Linked DNA regions of Triticum aestivum: region 2 is linked to region 1. A link is a contact called in public Hi-C data. All regions are on one chromosome and are shown on one strand. The core of a region is the stretch at or near the end of the contact, and the rest is flanking DNA. Distances in the headings are between cores, read along the strand shown. Region 1 holds the start of LOC123072074 (probable protein S-acyltransferase 7). Region 2 holds the start of LOC123072075 (NAC domain-containing protein 83).

Evidence for each region. Hi-C and Micro-C count contacts between places; a contact is called where the count stands out from the background.
Region 2: a contact with region 1 is called in a Hi-C map of leaf, with 4 times the contacts expected there. The contact joins the promoter of LOC123072075 here to the promoter of LOC123072074 in region 1. A contact is called at or near these places in 3 of 5 Hi-C or Micro-C datasets (all in leaf).

The regions. Positions count from the first base shown.
Region 1 is chr3B:735,764,466-735,770,271 of IWGSC CS RefSeq v2.1, forward strand. LOC123072074 (probable protein S-acyltransferase 7) reads right to left here and starts at 3,181. Exons shown (of 5, transcript XM_044495629.1): 1 at 2,889-3,181; 2 at 2,094-2,276; 3 at 1,093-1,389; 4 at 539-772; 5 at 1-445. The coding sequence starts at 2,963. The coding sequence ends at 14.
Region 2 is chr3B:736,198,405-736,204,210 of IWGSC CS RefSeq v2.1, forward strand. LOC123072075 (NAC domain-containing protein 83) reads left to right here and starts at 3,715. Exons shown (of 2, transcript XM_044495630.1): 1 at 3,715-4,148; 2 at 4,240-4,999. The coding sequence starts at 3,929. The coding sequence ends at 4,715.

The DNA.
Region 1 (5,806 bases), core at 1,931-4,430:
TGGCCAGTTACCATCACCTGCCCGCTTCGACTCCCCAGCTCGTCCGTGGTGGGTTCATCACCGAGGAGCCTTGCTCATCCAAGCCACCGACCACGAGGGCGTCACGGCTTAGATCTGGTGATGCGTTGCGGAACCTGCCATCCTTGTCCTCCAGCAAGTTGCCCAGACCGCCCAGGTCGCCTATCTCTGCTGCCATCCTGGGCTCATCCCATGCCACCGGCTTTCTGCCCATCTCGATGTCGCCAACAGCTCTCCCCATGTTTGGGCTCATGAAACCGTTCGTCGAGCGAGGCCTCAGGCCCTGCTCCTGTGGAACTCTGGCGCCGAAGTTGTTCCTGGAAGCAGGGATCGGCGTGAAGAAGATCTCCTTGATGTTCTCCACAACTCCTCTGTTGTATGGGTTGGCCCGTTGGTCATAGCGATACCTGAAGTTCTCATATGTTGTCTACAGAAGTAAATGGCAAAAATGGTTAGCAACTGACAGAATGGAATCACGACGCGAGACTGGAATTATACCATTTCAGGGAACAGTATTTACCTGGTTAGTGCTCATGAGATACAAGTGAAACACTGAGAGGCCACCAACAAACCAAACCGCGATAAATGTGTATACAACCAGAGCGATCGACGCAGGGGTCTTTGCCATTGCCTTCCATATTGTTATCTGCTCCGCATCTCTGATCTTAATAATGTACACCCAGGAGAATCCAAAGACATAGAGGCAGAGAAGAGTCGTTGAGAAGACAAACATATAGAAGAACCTGTAATTCCGCTGCACAATCATATGCAACCTTGTAAGCACTTCAAATTATTTCAGAATCTATCAATCAAACAGAACTGAGCATGTTGAAACAGGCGATGCTATATACCACAATATGAAATGCTAGCATACTATTCTGTCAGCATATGCAAGTGAATCAAACTAACAAGTGTAGAGTACAACAAGAGATGAAATATTGCATAGTAAAGAGCTTAGACCTCTTAGATATTCTCAAGAACCAAAATATGAGTGTGGCCTGCACAAGGCAATGCAAAAAAAAAAGGGGTACAACATGCTATTTATAGGTATGTGTATTCGGTTAATGAACTTACAAGTCCTATGCACTGCCCAACCCATGGGCAGTGATGGTCAAATCGCTCGACGCAGTTGTTGCAGATAGAGCAATGGGAGCATCGAGGAGGCCGGTACAGCATACAGGTGTCACAGTACTTTGTCTTCACAGTGATTCCATTCACAACGACGTCCTTCACTCGGGGCAACCGCAATGGTGGAGTCTGGTTAGCTCCAACTTCAGCATTGCCTTCAAAACCTTCAGGTTCTGGAGGATGTGCATTTCGAGGTATGATTCCTGGATCCCTCCCAGAAGTGAGAAATAGAAGACTCAAATCCTGCAGAGTGACAGATGACAGAAAAGCCAAAGCAGTAAGTGAAGAGTACTGTGGATACATACATTTTTCTGTTTACCAGGAAAAATCACAAACAAAGACAACAACATTGTATTTATATCCAGTTCACAAGGTGTGAGGGGATAGCAGCATTAAAATATGCTGCTGCTACTGGCCAGCAAGTTCAAGGGTACAACAAGCTATGGCCCCCTTCCTTGATATCCACAAACCCAATTGCATTTATACAATCAGGATCAATTGGTCAATAAACACGACAAGCATGACCAAGGAAGGTATTACAGTTCAATTAGCACAATATCATAGTCCAGATCTGTATTATCTGGAACAAATCGGCTAATTAAAAAGCAATTTAAATAAAGGCACATACTCATAGTAGTACAATCTGTACTTCAACTTATATGTTTCTCACTTCCTATTGATTGGACATGTAATCACATAAAACCCAGAGTAGATTCACAGCCTTGTAATCGAACCATATTGGTTCTTTCAATGGAAATTGGAGAGGGAGGCCTCTCTTTAATAAAAAAAAATGGATTCACAGCATGTGCATTATCTGAACTTGCAAAGCAGCTTGTAACTAATGAAAGTCCCACCGACTATCCCCAAACAATAACATGTACTGAGTGCAAGACATATCTGAAAATCAAGGAAGAAGGTGATCCGAAAGGGTTACAAATGGTACTCACATATGCCGTGAATACAACTGCCACAACCATCACCGGTAACCCCAGGCCATAAGAGAAGCTATTCATCAATTCTTTTGCAACGAACACACAGAAGACTGTTACTGGAGCGATAATGAGGAACATGGTGACAAACAAGGATCTCGCATCGGGTCCAAATATAAACCTCCCCTGGAGGAAAAATACCTGCAAATAGACAGTACACTATATCAGTCCCAGTCACATTTTCTCCACTGCTTAGCTGCACAACAACAGTCTGAAGATCTCACACAGACAACTTCTTCCCAAGCTAATGTAGGCACCAATGACACTTTCTCTATGAATAATTCGTTCGGAAAAGAACAAGTGAAGCGAAATATACACTTACAATTTAGCATCATCAAAGTGGAAGGATCATTAATACATTCATTGCTAGAAGCATTAAGTCTCAGCTAAAACTCCATTCCTTACCACATTAACTAGCACCGAATCAAAACTGTCCACTGGCGTTTACTGTCCTTGTCATGAACAAGAACAAGGACACCACTGTCACCACATATGTCCCAGAACCTACACTCCCCTAGCACACGATGCACAAAATCGTACTAGTAAAACGCAAGGAGAAAAAACGAGCAACCATCTACGCGGAGCTCAGCAGAAGAACCCTAGCATGCATTTCCGCAAGCCAATCTAGCGACCACCTCGAGGACGCACAGATCCACGCGCGCGCCCAATAGGGGGGGGGGGGGGGGGGGGGGGGGGGGGGGGGGGGGGGGACATGGAAGGTGGGTTAGAGGAGAGGGGAGGCGGCGGGCTCACATTGTTCCCTTTCCAGGCCTGGTACACCAGCGGCCCCTCGCCGCCGGAGCCGGCGCCGGCGCTCGGCCCGTTCATCGCCGCGGCGCTCCCGGGCCAGCAATCCCCTGCGGGATCACGCCCCGGATCGCGGCATGGCCGCCGGAGAGCTCCCTCCCTTGCTCCCGCGCCCGCTCCGCCGCCCGCCGCCGGGGCCGTGAGCTCCCTCCCAATGCCCGCCCGCCGCCGCGCCGCCGCCGATGCCGGGAGCCCAGACAGAGAAACCTGACACCCCGAGAGAGAGAGAGAGAGCGCAGCAGATGGAGGGGGGCTCGCTAGCTGGGGACGCGTAGTAATAACCGGGTCCGTGCCTTTTGGTTTTGCATCTACGCCCCTGGAGTTTTAGGATTTTTTTGTTTTCCTCCTCCTAGCTCATTTGAATATGATTAAGTAGCTTCGCACCTTTCTACTAGTCTCCATGTGTTTTGTTTTGTTTAATGGACGTTGGTGTGCTGTGATCTGTGTTGCTAAAAGTTGCTGGAGTGGGGGTTAGTACAACTGAACTGTGGCACCACTTCGTAATTCAAATACACCCATTGAGCAGTTGAGCTGGAAAAGAGAAGAAACATGGTGCCTGTCTTTCGGATGGATTGTCAGGTATAAATGAGAGAGGAGCTGAGGAAAATTGATAGCAATGCTGGTTAAAATGTTCTACTCCCTCCTGTCCATATAAATTGTGGCTACTCTAATTAATACAGTACAACTTTGTACTAAATTAACGAAAATTAATATCAATCGGAGGGAACACTGTAGTTTTTTGGACGGTGCTATGCGTCAACCGGCCAACGCCGGAGAAAATCAACCGCCTCCAGAGTTGTTGAATCTGCATTGCGACCCATTTGTGTGCAACATATGCCAGATTGTGCTCGTGGTTTGCAAAATAGGACATGTTGCGTTCACTGATCCATGTCGCATCACCTCGTCCAACAGACTGAACGAACATGTTGCAAACACAACAATCCCCACTTCCACTATCCCCCATCCCCAACAGAGTTGCGTCTAGTGCGGCGCCGCCGACCGTCGCAGCAATAGCTACCGCCCGCCGTCGGGAACACGTCCTCCCTCTATTCTTGCCCTCTACAACAACATGGCACACCATATCGTGCAGGATATGCTCGATCCGGCGTGGATCGAGTGTAACATGGAACCCCAGTCCGTGCACCGTCGTCGTCGAGGACCCGTATCGTTGTCGTCGATGCGGTATCCAGCCACCACTGCCCTCCCTCGTACTGGTCACTCTGCAACAGAGCTTGTGTTGCACTTAAAAGGGTTGTAACAAGGCTCGGGTTGCAAAGCTGGACTATGCGGGGGCGGTCATGGTAATCAGTCGAATGAGCACTAGGGGTTTCCTAGATTTTTCCATCAATGCTCACAAAAGAAAGAAGGGTAGAAATGCTAAGTGAGTAGTAGTACTAGCGCCTCAAGCAATAAACGGACGGCCGAGTTCGTTGGCACCACGCACATCAATTTGCAGTCCATCACTCACTATGAATGAGGCCGGATCTGAAAGTCAGCACAGACTGCCGAGCTAGCATCACTGGAAGTAGAAAAAACCAAGGTGGGTTTGCTTCCACAGCAAGAGCAACGGGAAAAGCAGATGCCGGGTCTGCATACGATACGAGAAAGCAAAGCAAAAGATGGATGGAAGAGATCGGAAGGCGACGAGATCGGTCGGCACTCGGCAGGGTCAGGGATCCTCTCTTCTTTATTTACACTACTGCTAGTTGAAAAAAGAAAGGTGGGCAAGTGTCGGGGGTGGAACGCAAGAACAGCCTGAAAAGCGTCCCTCGTTGGACCCCCGCGTTGCACATTCTCTTTCAGCCCGCTTTTTCCCGAAAGCGCTGTCGACGACGCCCCGCCGTGGCGCCAATCATTCGCGTCGCCGCCGTACGTGGTTCCGTCCGTATGCTTTCCTTCGGGCGCACGGGCGCACCACCACTACGTGCCGGCTATGCGCGTACGCGTGCGCCTTCCATGTACTACTAGTCTACTACAATGTACTGTATGTATGAGTGTCGTTTGAAGTTATACTCCCTCCGTCCGAAAATACTTGTTATCAAAATGAATAAAAAGTGATGTATCTAGATATATTTTAGTTCGAGATACATCTTTTTTTATCCATTTTGATGACAAGTATTTCTGAACGGAGGGAGTACAATGCATTCGCCTCCTCTCCCTCCGGCTGCTGGTCCAGCGTCAGGAGGGAGGGGGATCTGTTCCTCCGCTCTGTAGTTAGGATTTGAATTTGTAGATCGTGGTGCGTCGTTAGGATGGTGGAGCGGCGCCTAGACGAATAAATCTACTTCAATTTCACTCCCACACAGGCGGTGTCCTTCATGATGGCGTGTGTTTGCTGATCCTTCAGATCGGCGGTGTTAGGATTCATGGATGGTATTGGTGAGGCGGCGGCAGCGGTGACTCCATCAGATGTGTCTCTCCTTCTGCTCCGTCCCCGTTGCTGCAGCGTTGTCTTCGACGTCATGATGGAGCAGAGAGGTTTTGTCGTCTAGAAGTACGCGCAGACGCTTATCTACGCAAGTGATAGCCGAAAGATGGTGCATCTTGTGCTGGGTTTGTGGTTGAAGGCTAACCGTTTTGGTTTTCTCCTTCGACGTTGTAGTCATGCGAGGGTGTCACTTCTTGAGTTTGATGACGTGTCCGGGAACACGTTGCCTTCATCTGATTCTTTGAACGACAATGGTTTTATTTCAGGCAAACTACTTTGGAGGTCCATAAAACTGTTGATCAACGATTGAGCCGCTTTGAGCTCATGTGAAAATGCAATATGTCTCATTTTTCTTGGCGGTAAGGGACAGGCGCTGGTTTTTTCATAAGATTATCCTATTTTTTTTCAGTCCTGTAATGCCGATGTTTACGTGGCT
Region 2 (5,806 bases), core at 2,465-4,964, 430 kb after region 1:
GAACCTTTTTACAAAACCCATGCACTTTTGTGAATCCGTGAACTTTTCTCAAATCCATGAAATTTTCTTTTGAAAATCGGTGAACTTCTTTTAATAAAAAATTGAACTTTTTCTAAATCCGTAAAAGAATTTAGAAAAATCTGTGACCTTTTTTTCCTTTGGAAAATCTAGTTCACGACGTTCTTTTTTTTCTATTTCCTACTAATATGGACGAGAACTTAATAAAAAATGAAAAACAAAAAATAAACATAAAGAGAAGGAAAAAAAGAAAAAGGCAGCAAGTGAACACAACAGATTTGCTGTCCCTGGTGGTAACTTCTGTCGACCAACAGTAGGAGGTCTTGGGTTCGAGTCACCCTGAGTGCTTTCTTTTGCAGTTTTAAAGCAGAAGAAAAACTACACCTTTTAAAGAAGGAAAAAAATAAAGTGGGCCCGCCCAACATGGAACAGTGTAAAATGGCATCAATTCCGACCATCCTTTGACACGCCCGACAATCCTCGTTTGCCAAATGATGCCACGGTTCAATATAGACCGAGATTGCATAGTCATGGTGCAATCAATTGAGATTTCAATTTGATGGTTATGTTTGTCGAACCTCTACAAATTCAGGGTTTAAAATTGACTTTTTCCGCCGATATACATCCAAGGTTTCCTGTTTGCTCTTCGGCCACATCCCCCAGAGCCTTCTTCCATATCTTCATAATATGTCTAAAAAAGAGAAACAATGTCCATTGTCCTCTACACATTTCAATTTTGCAACAATAACTTCGTTTTATCAACAATAATGACATAACCGAACACAAAGGATGTGCAAAATTATGTGTATGTGCTTATTGGTTCCAGCTCGGTCGTTCGTATGTTTGTACGCTTTTGTTGTTGCTGCTTTGTTGTCTAAAGAAAAGGATGGCTAGGGCGATTCTTGAAAGAAAACATACATTTTTTTGTTGTTTTTCTCTTTTGGAGAATCGGCCACAGACATAGACACTAAAAAAAAGAAACAGGACCCTATTCCGGGCCTTAAGTGCCGGCTAAGCATGTTTTCATGCCGTGCGCACAACAGTGAAGGGCCGGCCCATATAATTTAGTTTCCTTTATACATTTTTCCTAGTTTTTCCAATCGGTTTCTGTTCAGTTTTTTCTCTTGTTTTCTTCTTCTTCTTCTTTCTTTTTTTTCTCGGTTTTCCTTTCCTTTTTATTTTTATTTTTCTATTTTCTGTGAACAGTTTTCAAATTCATGAGCTCTTCCCCAGTCCATAATTTGTTTTTCAAATTGGTGAATATTTTTCAAATGCATGAACTTGTAGCTCGTGGACTTTTTGGAATTTTTCAGGAATGTTTTTTCAAATTTCATGAACTTTTTTCAATTTCCTGAACACTTTTATTTCCAACGAAGCTCTGAAACCGTGAACTTTTTTCAAATTTGTGGCTGTTTTCAAATTTGTTAAGAATTTTTAAATAATTCACACTGGGTATATATATGTTAACGTTGTGCTGAAAGTAGGGTCGAATAGCACTATTAGCGTGTGGAGCTCGAATCCGACTGCTCCCAGAATAACGAGCGGAGCAATCCATTTTTTTCATGTTTTTTGTTTTTTGGGGTTGCTAGGCCATCCAATTTTTGTTGTTGCCCAGTAAAGACAGAGTATCGCAAAGGATTGTTGAGGCCAATTCTCCGAAGGAAAAATAATGGTTGCAGTCGATACTACTAACTTTGTAATTTAATGAGAACCAATCTGTGGTTAGATGGTTAGAGGGACTGTGGTATACCCAGCCCATCAGGGTTCAAGTCCTGGTGCTCGCATTTATTCCTGGACTATTTCAGGATTTCAGCGATGTGCATTCAGTGGGAAGAGACGTTCCCGTCGACGACGAGGTGCCTACGGGGACTTCGTAAATTTTAATATGATATGCCGGCTCAGTCTTTCGGAGGTCCTCATAGGGGTAGGGCGTGCGTGTGTGCGTTCATAGGGGTGAGTGTATGTACGTTTATATGAGCGCTTGCGTTTGTACTGTGTTCAAAAAAAACTTTGCAATTTCATGAATTTTTGTGAGAAATTTTTGATCTATTCATCACCAATCATGGTAGTACAATGAACCCTCGAAATAATAAAAATTATATCTATATTTATAGATCACCCAGCGATGACTATAAGAACTAGATTGGTGATGACTACTAGAAATAATAAAAAATATACCCAGATTTATAGACCACCTATAGACGACTACAAGGACTAGATTGGAGAACAAAAGATCATCTGTGTTTTTTCTTGTTGACATGTCCCGGTCCAGAACCAGTCCCTGAAGGCTGAAGGAATAGCGGAAGTGCCAAATCGTCCGAGACACAGGTGCTTGGTGCGTTCTCTCCCAGTCAGCACAACAGTGAAGGGATCGTCGCTGGCGCCGGTGGCCAACCGGCCCGTCGCGCCGGACGCCCGCGCTACCACGGATGGACATACACCACCGCCCATGCATCGACAAATCCAACCGCATGCAGAAAAGGGTGTCGGTACGTCCAAAAGGAAACGCCACTGCTCACGTGGTTGAGTAGAGATCAGTCCATGTACCGATCCATCGGCAGTCGCCGGAGTCCGGACGGAACAGCACCGGTGCCGGGACGGCAGCGAGGACAGGACAGGGGCCGGCCGGTGCGGTTCACGTGACGGGAAAGCGCAGGCGACGACGACGTACTACTGAGCCTGACCTGGGCACCTGGGTAGCCAGACAGCCGGGCACGGACGGACGCACGCACCCATGGACGAAGGAAGCTACACAATGTTGCAGTGCGCGCGCGCTAGTGATGCCAGCCACGCGCACTGCCCGATGGCCGTGCGCGGCATGCATGGCGCCGCGCGCCCGTGCCCCGTCCACTTCACCCGTGCAACCACCCGGCCGGGGACCTCCCCTCGGATGCCGCAGCAAAGCCAAAGCCAAAGCCGGAGGCGGGGGCGGAGGGGCAAGTGGCAACGGCCGGCGGCCATGCGTTTGACTCCGAAAGCCGCTGTAAAGTCCACCCCAAAAGCGGGCCGCCGTTGCTGCAATGCACTCATCAAACGTCCGGAAGGTGAACTGGTGAAGTAATTAAGCTTGAATGATGCTTCTCGCGCAGCCCATCCATCTCTTTTGGGCACTGCCGCACGGGCACGCGAGGTGTCAGCGAGGGAGCGACTTTCCCTCCGATTCCTTCTCCGAGGCCAAGGAGACGACGATAATAAAAAGAAATAAGGTCGCAAATTGAATGTTGGAATCCAAGGTAGGTGGCCGCTGAGGCCGTTGATTCCCCGTTCCAGTGCGTTGCTGTAACGTGGAAGCTTCTCCTTCTCCCTCCTCCCCTCCTACAGCAGAAAAGAAAAAGAAAAGGAAGCGAGGAGATGAGAAGGAATTTCGTTTCGACGGGCGCAAAGAAAAGAAAAGAGAGAAGAGAATCGCGCGCACACGAAAAAGATAGTCCAGCTGCGCTGCGGCGATGGATGCCTTGTTCTCCTTCCCCTCTCCCGGAGACAGGTGCAGAGGGACCCTACTTGCTTGCTTAAGCCTAGAGCTCACCGGTTAGAGGGTGATTAAGGGCTGCACGGGACGCTCGCTCTCTCTTTTCCCTTTCTCTGTTCCCTTCGCTTGATGGAAAGGGCAAGAAGAAAGCCGAGCTCAGCGATGGCGGTTGAGTGTGTTTCACGACACCGGCTCCACTCTCTGCCACTATATAACCGCCAACCGCCTCCCCCTTTCCCGCTAGCTATCATCCCGCACCCGCACGAGCCCAACCACTCTCTCTTCTAGCTCTGCTCCGTCCTCCATGGAGGGGCGAGCGAGTGTGTGAGTCTGACTTGCATGTGACCGAGCCTACAGCAAGCACACATCCAAGAGACAGAGAGAGGAAGTAATCTTGCTTGCTTGCTTAGTTGGGTTGGGTTTTGTTTCGTGTGTGCATCTATGGCGCTGCCGGCGGAGAGACGGACCGAGGAGGCCGCAGTCACCGGCGGGTGCCGGGTGCCGGCCGGGCAGGGCGGGCTGCCGATCGGCTTCCGGTTCCGGCCCACCGACGAGGAGCTGCTGCTGCACTACCTGCGCCGCAAGGCCCTCTCCTGCCCCCTCCCCGCCGACATCATCCCCGTCGCCGACCTCGCGCGCCTCCACCCATGGGACCTGCCAGGTACGCTCCACTTACTCCCCATATCACTGACCAACGGAGCTGCGGCTGCATTGCTGGCGCATTGCGCTGACTGTTTGCCATGTGCACGCAGGCGAGGCCGACGGCGAGCGCTACTTCTTCCACCTGCCGGCGACGGGGTGCTGGCGGAAGGGCGGCGGCACCGGCAGGGCGGGTGGCAGCGGCGTGTGGAGGGCCTCCGGAAAGGAGCGGCTGGTCGTGGCGCCCCGCTGCGGGCGGCCCATCGGCGCCAAGCGGACGCTCGTCTTCTGCCGCCCCGGCGGCGCGCGCACCGGCTGGGCCATGCACGAGTATCGCCTCCTCCCCGCCGGCCTCGCCGCCTACGCCACCGCCAAGAGCCTCCACGCCGCCAAGGACTGGGTGGTCTGCCGCGTGTTCAAGAAGGCCACTCCAGCTCGCCGCGACACAGCGGGGCGGCGTAGTAGGGGCGACGCCGACATGACACCGGCATCGCCGTCCCCGGCATCCTCCTGCGTGACCGAGTCGCGCAGCGGCATGGAGGAGGACGACGATGAGACCGCCTCCAATTCGCCGCGGCGAGAGCATTAGAGTAGCTGACCTGACTTCAATCATGGTCCCTGTAATTTTCTAATGAGTGCCCCGTTAATTCGTCGATCCGCTAATGTGGTAGCACTAGTAGTACCTCGTAGTAGTAATCATCAGTCCCAACTTATCAGGAGAAACAAACTGAGCTCAAGAAACCAACCAACCGAGCTCAAGCAATCAAACACCTCACCATGTTTGACGAGTGAGCTGAGACCGAGAGAGCTCACAGTGAATCAAAGAGTTCATGTTCCAAGGTTAAATCCGAGTTCTTTTGCTCGTGAATTTCAGCTTCCTCTTGCACAAATCAACAAGTAAAGAATGAACTAGGTAGCGACTGCAAACAGGTACAGTAGAAACACAGAGCGGCAGCGCAGAGAAAGCAGGGCAGGAAGGCGTCGGAGCTCAGTTCATGGAGGCAGAAAGCGAGCGGATTCACGAATTTTACAATAAGCTACAGCTGTGCGTGTGCGTGCGTGCGTGGTGATGATGGTGCCACTGAGTACTGATCCAACGATCGATCGACTGATTGGATCGGATTGGATACTCGAATCCACTCAGGCTCAGTCCGGAGATGCCTTCCTTCTTCCTCCCGACGCCGGGCCCCCGTCGGGCGACAGGAATATTTCCAGCCATCAAAAAGGGACCCCCGTTATTGGCAAGAGGAATAGGAATCCCGGCCGGTCCAACGAACGAACGAACGAACAATTTTGCTTCCGGCCATCGCCGCATCGATCCGGAGCATCCCGTGCCCGCCTCATCTCGTCTCACTTAGGCTCGAAGTGAGAATCATATCGTATCGATCGATCGATCGAAGACGAATAAGGCGGACAGATTTGGAGGAGGAATCAACCAAGACCGAGACCTCGACCGGACATGCGTTCACAGTTTCACACTGTCACTGTCTCGTTCTTCTTCTTCTCCAGGCAGCTAATACTGACTGCGGACCACTTTTTCGGCGGTAGTGGCGCTGATGGCCATGGCTCACACGCTGGCAGCTCTTTTTCTGTATGTGGGGGTTGCCCGAGTCGGCACGCACGATCTCTGAAAATTGGGTATGATGCAGGGCGTGACGCGCGCGTGACGAACGGGTTGCT